Regions from separate parts of the Anas platyrhynchos genome. Here region 2 is linked to region 1. The links are chromatin contacts, called in public Hi-C maps. All regions are on one chromosome and are shown on one strand. Each heading gives the region's core, a stretch centred on a gene start, on an enhancer-like site or on the middle of the called end of the contact. The rest is flanking DNA. Distances are from core to core; before and after follow the strand shown. Region 1 has its middle 20 kb from the start of RBPJ. Region 2 has its middle 21 kb from the start of SEL1L3.

Region 1 (4,005 bases), core at 684-3,183:
CAATATTTCCCTCCTTCTCCCAAACATAAAAAGTTCACTGACAAGGGTGTGTTTGGGAGTCTGGCACAGACAATTGTTGCCATCTGAAGTAGCTCACATCAGGATTAGGTCTTGATGAAGATTGGGGCACCTAAGTCTATTTATTTCAAGGCTATCTTCTTTTACACTTTCATTGGCCTGGAGTACCTCCAGATATGAAATTGCTGCGTGCCAATGTCCTATCCCTGTCAACCTTCAGGAGAAAACGTCTTTGTCTTTTTGGCAAGAAAAAAAAAAACCAGCAGAAACTGGTAGTTTCCCAACAAGTTCCGACTGAATAACATCTTTTATTTTTTCTTTTTTTGGTTCCCTTCTCAGATAAAGCTTTTGTCATCTCTCTGACATCTCAGCCTACAAGCATTGCTTTGTTTTCCCTGTATCAACAGCTCTTGGTCTTGCACTGGTGTATTGAAGCACGTGATCTAACAGCCAGTATCTCCGAAACGAAATACCCCAGTTGCCTTGGAGAGCAGAGGGAAGTAACAGGCACTGTAACCTGTAGGCAGCTCCAGTGTCTAATAGGTGCTCTTTGGTCTTCTCTTATCTCGGGATGACAGCGTAGAACTAGGATCCCAAGTCTCCTGAGTGTGTCTGAGTTAAATGCCAAAAGCAAATAGCATGATATCTTCCTCCATGTCAACAGCTTCTGAGAAGACTAAGATTGTTTGTTTTCTTCTTTGTTTTTCTTTTCTGGTTAGAAAATTGCCTTAGAATAAATAATATTTTCAAAAGGGGCCTTTTTTGTTTGTTTGTTTTGTTTTCATGTCACTAAAATATCTGTACTTGATGGGAGTGAGTAGAATTAACAGAAACCCTGCAGTGCCCCTGTCTTTAATGGTTTTATAACTGGAAGTGGAATAAAAGTCACTTTTTTACATTCTTATGATGCCAGGAGATAATCCTTGTGTTTTGGATCTGGAATCCAACACCATAACAGAACATGAAGTGAATTTATCACTGTCCTGCTTCTACAGTATTACAACCACCACTTCTGCAGCATTACAACCACCATCCCTGTGCTCCTGATGACTAAGATGTCAAAAGAAATGCTGATGCATCTTCTCATACGGTATTCCTGTTAGAGCTCCTTGTCACTGTGATTACTTGCGTTTGAGTTTCTTTTCCTTCTCTTTTTTTTTTCTCTCTTTTTTTTTTTTTTTCCCTCTCTAGCTGATGCTAACACAAATGTCTAATATTTATGCTGATGCTGAAGTTTAAATCTGAGTTTTGCTTATGTCGCATTTCTTCAGGCAAGTTTTTATTAGAAAATGAGTCAGCATTTTCAAAAATTACAGTCTTGATCCTCAAATGCTTAACTTTATGGGAATAGTTTTATATCTAAAGCCAAAGACTTCTGAAGCTTGAGCCTGGATTAGCAGGGATTAGAGCACCTGAGATACTGATGTGAGTTTGCAACTTTGATTTCACCCTAACAAAGTCTCCTGTATTGTCTGTACATGTGAATGAGCTGATAACAGACGGGCTGATACAACATAAATTTAAACACGTTTCTGTTGTCTGACACAATTTGAGTTGGACTTTCATTAAAACTGAATTAGTATATTCTCTCTGATATTTTAATTTCAGAAGAGTACAGTGAGGGCTGGCTGAGCTGGGCAAGGAAATGTTCCCTCTGCTACAGGCAAATATGAAACGCAGGCAGCTGGATTCTGAGTCCTCCAGCACGCGTCTTTTCTAGCCCTCTTGCAGAGCCTGACCTGAAGATGAGAAACATGCCTAAGTCCTAAGCTTTATCGCATTCTTCCTCCTTATTTTGGCATTGATTTCTATTTGCATTACAAGTCTGTGATTTCATTATCATTAAGAGGCCGTTATCGCACAGAACCGTGATCACAGCTCCAAGCAGCATTGCTTGTGTTGAGCTTGTATAAACCACCATATCTTACCGCACCTCTTGGCAAGCTGTGCCTTCCACTTTCTGCCTGGAAGTACCTCACGGTATCGCCTGCTTCGGGTCTGAGGGCAGGAGTCAGTGCAAGTATTCCTCTGCACTGACTGTAATGGAGGAAAAATAACAGTGCAGCAACTTTCTAGGAAGGGTTTTGTGTTGTTTTTTGTATTTTTGTTTTTTAAATGAGAACAGAGCCTATTGACTGGAAATGATCCGATTGTGATTCTAGACATTGCCAGGTCTCTTGGCAGTGTCAGCTGCCAGCTTTCCTTTCCTGTTTCTTTTTTTTTTTTTTTTTTTTTTTTTTTCCCCTCTGATAACCTATGTAAACAATCAGTAGTACACATCAGAAGGTTTTTCTTAGGCTTACGTAGGACCTGCAGCATAAAGCACACACACGAGACGGGATGGCGAAATCTATTCCATCAAGAGATATGGCTTGTTCTGTCATAGGGTAAATTCACATTTGTATGATGGTAAAACAGCATGATGGTAATGGAATGATTTGCAGTTCGGGGAAAGAGATGCTGAGGCCAGGGTCAGATTACAGCAAGCCTCTGCCCAAGGCACAGCGTGACATGAAGCTTGCGTGGTTCTGGCTTTTCACGGCCATCCTACAGTTCATTCCCATTTCCCATCACAGGCTGACAGAGGCAAAGAGGCTTTAGCAATTACTCCAAAAGCCAAGGCTTTAGTGGGTTTAGTTTAATAGGGTCTTCACATTCTTCTTGTCTTGGCACAGAGTCACTTCATAAGGTTGTCAGCAAGCCCTGAGCTACTGAACATCTCTCTCTGAACCTCATGACGCCGATCAGTGTTACTCACAGCTATTGTTCCGGACTGCACACTCAGGCATCCGTATGGGCATAAATATTTCTTCAGAGGGACTTATTTTGAAATGAAAACTGAGACCATGATAAAATTAAATAATCTTCAGGATGTCTTGGTCCAAAACTATTCAAAGAACTGATACGTATACTGCCAGGTAGCTCTTTTCAACTTCTCATCTTAAATCCTCCATCACTTCTACACACACTCTTAACTTGGTTGTAGTACTTCGAAGTCTTTGTGCTTGCCAGGCTATCTATTTGGAGCAGGGAAGAAATGTGATGTGAAAAGATGGAATTGACTGCAGAACCTAATGGTGAAAAACAGAAAATAAAAAGAAAAAAAGGTAAAAATACAGGCAAGAGGAGACTCCGAATCTTTTCCTTCTAAAATGAAATCTCAGGAGTCAGAGGACAGTGAAACTTAGGGCCACGAGCTGGCTATTTAGGCCTTCCACACTGGAAGCTCTGGTCTGACGGGGTCCATGACAATCCTGGAACATTCTGGGTTTGATCACTGAAGGATGTCACTGACTTTGGAAAAAACAACACATTGTATTGCATTTTTTGTTTTCTCATCCAATGTCCATAACTGAATTATGTCTATCAGAGTAATTTGTTTAATTACCATTCTTTCTGTCTTTGAAAGAGGTACCTTTAGCATGCTTAGACAGTGAGTGGAGCATGTGCCAGCAGTGGAGCACATACCTCGGCACAATAACTCATGAACCAGGCGCAGGCGCTGAGCTCTGCTCTCTGGGGACAGCGACAGGACCCAAGGGAATGGCATGGAGCTGGGACAGGGGAGGGTCAGGCTGGGGATTAGGGAAAGATTCTGCACCCAGAGGGTGGTCAGGCACTGGGACAGGCTCCCCAGGGCAGTCGTCATGGCACCGAGCCAGTCAAAGTTAAAAGGACACTTGGAGAACACTCTTAGAAATACTGTCTGGTTTTTGAGTGGTCCTGTGTGGAGCCAGGAGTTGGACTTGATGATCCTCGTGGGTCCCTTCCAACTCAGGATATTCTGATTCACATCAAAAATAAAAAGGTCATATATGTAACTGGTTTCTTAGAGACACTGACCTGGTGAATATCCTTGATATTAAAGGAATTACAAATGATACTCTCAAATGAACCCCTGGCACAAGCAGCTAATCCTTCATTATCTTGGGCATTATTTACACAGAAGTGAACAATAGCATTTTGACTCAGACGGAAGTTCATTAG
Region 2 (4,005 bases), core at 1,063-3,562, 59 kb before region 1:
ACAAACATGTGTCGTAAACAATTGTTCTCTTCCTTGAAATTCTGAGATTTAAAATGATGTTCCTTTTCGCACAGGGATGGAAACAAATCTTTTGAAGGTTTTGTTGTGAGAAGATATGGGAATGAGCGTTCCCTCCCCAAAACTAGCCAATAGTTAGATGTTTACAACGCTCACGGCGATGCAAAGGATCCAAGTTTTAGTCCCTGGTAGTCTTCCACGTGCCCATAGAGTGTATCCGTAACAAGATCACCTTACCTGCCTACTTAGGTCACCTGCTCCAGTTGTCTCCCCCAAAAGCTGTTGTCACTTTTATAAATTTATCCATGCACCAGATTTGTGCAGCCTACCCGGGTGACCACAGCTGTTGGTCGCAGACTATCGTTCTGCCCATGCTTCTGGATCCCACTCATACTCCATGTGATGTACTTATCCAAAGAGAGGCTGACCCCCAAAATAAGTCAGCCCCCAAATACTGCCTGTCGTAATGATTGAAAGATTTGTCTTAAACATGAGGGAACGTAGAGTCCTTATTTTTTATCTATAGTTTCTGCACGTTCTTCTACACATTAGCTCCCTAACTGCGCTCTGCTCTGTCCTTCATGCTCACCTTGGTGGCGTGAGTTCAGGAGATGTATTCTTGCAGTCAGTGTGATGCAGCTGCAAGAGCCATTTGCTGCCTTGCACTGAGCCAAAAACTCCAGTGACATTGGCCTTGTGAGAGGTAGGAAGCTTGCCAGGTGCAGAGCCCAGTGACGACAGGGAGCTCCTGCTTGTCTCATAGGCAAGATATTGTTCAATTAGTTGGGCATATCTTGCCCTTGTGGAAGCAGCTCCCACTGTTCAGCCTTGAAAAAAAATAATAGTTATACTGTATTTATCTTGTTTTATTTTAGAGTAGGGCAAGCTTTCTGAGGTATTTGGGTGGAGGGGCAAAGAAACCTGTATCTATATTAAACTGGATAAGCCAGGCAAATACAACATGTTAGTATAAAACAGAACATCATGGCTATCTTTAAAATAAAATAATAATAAAAAAAATCTCTTACTCCTCATATTTTCAAACTCTGAAGCAGGGGTAATAGATGTAAGCCTGCCTTCTTGGATATGTAGGGAAAACTTCAGCTGCTGGGCTTTGACCGACTGGTTTAGCACAGGGGTCTACATGCCACCATCTGTCATTATCCATTTGTGATACCTAAAACTTTTCTCTGGGTGGGAGAGAGCGCTGAGGAATCCCTGGCTGGATCAGTGTGACTTTGTGCTCTTGCCTGAAGCTGCTATCGAGATGGTAATACTGGGTATGGAGGGGGACAAGGCTGGAGCTGACACAGGCTGAGAGCAGCTCCTTTGCAGGTAGGAGTGTAACCAGACTCTACAGAGATCTAAGCTGGTAAGACTTTGGCTTATCTTCTCCTACAGTGTACAGAATCTGGGCATTTTTCCAACCTAATCTATGTTTTTGAAGAACCATCTATATTATCTTTTCCTCATATGACTTAAAGGGTGCTCCAGCTTCTTTCTCGGCCGCGTGATGCCCTCAGACTTCAGCCCTAGCACTGCCTCCTTCATGGTGAGCAGCCTGACTCAGACCAGGATCCTCACAGTCACGTTCCTACAGCCTGCCACAGTCCTCCTTTCTTTAGTTTCCAGTCAGTGGTGGTGATCATACAGGAAAATTTCCTCAGACTTCTGCCACATCTTCCTTTGCCTTTGAATGTTTTATTGGATCGCTAAGTTTTGGATGAAATTGCTCTGTGTGTTTTCGGCTAGAACTTGCACTGTGTTCATTGTGTGCATCTTGACCACCTGCTTTCCTCTGATTTCACCACTGTCTGCATGGTCTTATAATTATTTTTCTTTTTGTCCTTCCCTGTTCCTGGAGAAGTGCTCTCCGGTAAGCTGAGCAGCGTTACTATCACTGAACCCCTCCTTTCACATTCCACTCTTCATCTTCCCTCAAGAGCCCCTACTTTTGCTCTCCATTTTCTTCTTTGCTGATGTAAAGAACTGTTTTATAAGAAACACGCTGCTCCCATGGTAGGTATAAAAGCTTGTCTCGGACTGCACGAGCTCCTCAGGAACTCGGGCTGTGACACAAACGCAGCACGAGGCAGCTGGGAACACCTACAGCATGCGATGGTTTACAGTAAGCCAACTGTTCAGTGACATGCTGGCCTCTGAGGAAAGCTATGCGTGCTGTTAGCCAGAGGTATCTCAGGAGGATTGAGAGTCTGTCTGCGATTTGGCTCCTCACAGACAGCAGATGTTCCATCAGAAGGTGAAGCATGCAGTAAATGACCGTATTTACTTGAGGCAAATCAAGACAAGGCAGCGGGCCAGCCAAGCATGTTTACTGCTGCAGGAATGCTTTTGTGCTGATGCAGCATCTTTCACCCCAGATCTCAAAACGTTTTGAGAAGCGTTAACAAACGCAAGCTAACTCCAGTGTTTGCAGGCCTGTCTGAACCACATGATTGCTACCTGCTTTGGTTACTGCCAGCCAGAGAGCCCACACCGATTTTGGGACTGCTGTGGTTACGTGACCGAGTACTTCCTTAGCTGTGTAGATGGTGTCTGCAGCTGGAGCTGAGCTCATGCTGATGCAGCTACACTGTCAAGGGGACCTGAGCAAGCTACTGTGCAGCCAGCTCAGGTGGGAGGGTATGAAATGCTGTCACTTCAGCACAGAGGCACAGTTGTCCAATTTTTAAGAGGAAAAATAACCTAAGACCTGGAGTGAAGGCAAAAGACAAGTCACAAAGATGCATCTCTCTTTTCTTCTGCTTCTTCGGAGGGGGAAGAAATCAGAAAAAGTGAAATACTGAGTTGATTATTGCAATTAAAAGTTGGTTTGTACCAGGTTGTGCCATATCTATGTCTTGACTGAATATTCAGCAAATGTCTAATGCATAGAAATGTCCAGTGATCCAAAAGGGAGAGAAGTAGTGTCTTCATATGTTTGCAGCTTTAGGCTTAATCCTGTATTTTCCTCATGGACCAACAAATATCACTTTGGATGCTTATTTGGAGAACCAGAGGTCACCTGTGAGTCTTCAGTGGCACACAGAAGAGGACCGTCTCTTTAGCCAGCAGCAGAGTGTTAATTCAGGGATTTCAGGTTGTTTTTCTAGTGAAGAATGTGCTGCCAAATAAATGTCACCTGGCTCTGGGTAGGTGCCAGGGGGTGGCAGTGAGGTAGGAGCCAGCAGGACTGCACTTCCTTGAACAGTTTCCAGCAGAGCCCTGCGGACTAACGGCCCTGGGGTGACTCGGGGATGGTTCTTCCTCTCCATGTGTTGCCAGATAGAGAGCTTTCTGCTCGGAGTTCCTTAACTACGAAATCCTTTCAGTCGTGTATTTTTTCCCTCTGTTCCACACTCTCTGCTCTCTGGCTGCCCACTGTGACAGCCATATCTGTTTGATTTGAGGGAAGCCTTGCATGTGCTGTGACTGGCTCCTTCTGCTAATAATTTGTTCTCTGGAGCCTGTTGCCACAAAGTATAAATAAATTTCACTGTTTAGTACTTTCCTGTTTTGTTGCTCAGCTGCTGGCAGTGAGTTGACACACCCTGGTTTGTTTTTCAAATTTATCTTCTTTTTTTCCCCCCTCTGTATAAGAGACAAAATCACAAGATTACATTAACAAAGATGCATTATTGGTGTGTACATTTTTTGGTTGTCTTGTGTTGCACTCGAAGTTCTGCATAAAATGGGAATTAAAATGCAGCTGCCATCCTGGAACAAGATGCAGCCTGGTCCTGAGATAGGGAATAGGCTTTATCCTGCTTCAGAAAGTCTAATGGTACATGCAGGATAGATACTCTCCCTGTATGAAAATTGCTTTTCAGCCACCCTGCCATGTAAACTCAATCTTATCATAAACAGTCTTAATTTAGCCCATTCTGCGTGCATGCTAGATTTACCAGGCTACGTAGCACACCAGACCTGGCTGTGCAGGGGTGCGTGTAGGCGCTGGAAGTTCTCTCTTTGTGGCAGCGTGCATGC

Evidence for each region. A called contact is a pair of places that touch in the nucleus more often than the background predicts.
Region 2: a Hi-C map of skeletal muscle shows a contact between it and region 1, with 4 times the contacts expected there. The contact joins two enhancer-like sites. A contact is called at or near these places in 3 of 8 Hi-C or Micro-C datasets (liver, skeletal muscle and subcutaneous adipose tissue).

Annotation. Positions count from the first base shown.
Region 1 is chr4:60,669,674-60,673,678 of IASCAAS_PekinDuck_T2T, reverse strand. No RefSeq gene overlaps it. Among named protein-coding and RNA genes, the nearest start is that of RBPJ, 20 kb to the right of the region's middle. Within about 2 kb of position 1,933, at least 4 of the 8 cell types and tissues checked have an H3K27ac peak or open chromatin away from gene starts, as enhancers often do.
Region 2 is chr4:60,729,243-60,733,247 of IASCAAS_PekinDuck_T2T, reverse strand. No RefSeq gene overlaps it. Among named protein-coding and RNA genes, the nearest start is that of SEL1L3, 21 kb to the left of the region's middle. Within about 2 kb of position 2,312, at least 4 of the 8 cell types and tissues checked have an H3K27ac peak or open chromatin away from gene starts, as enhancers often do.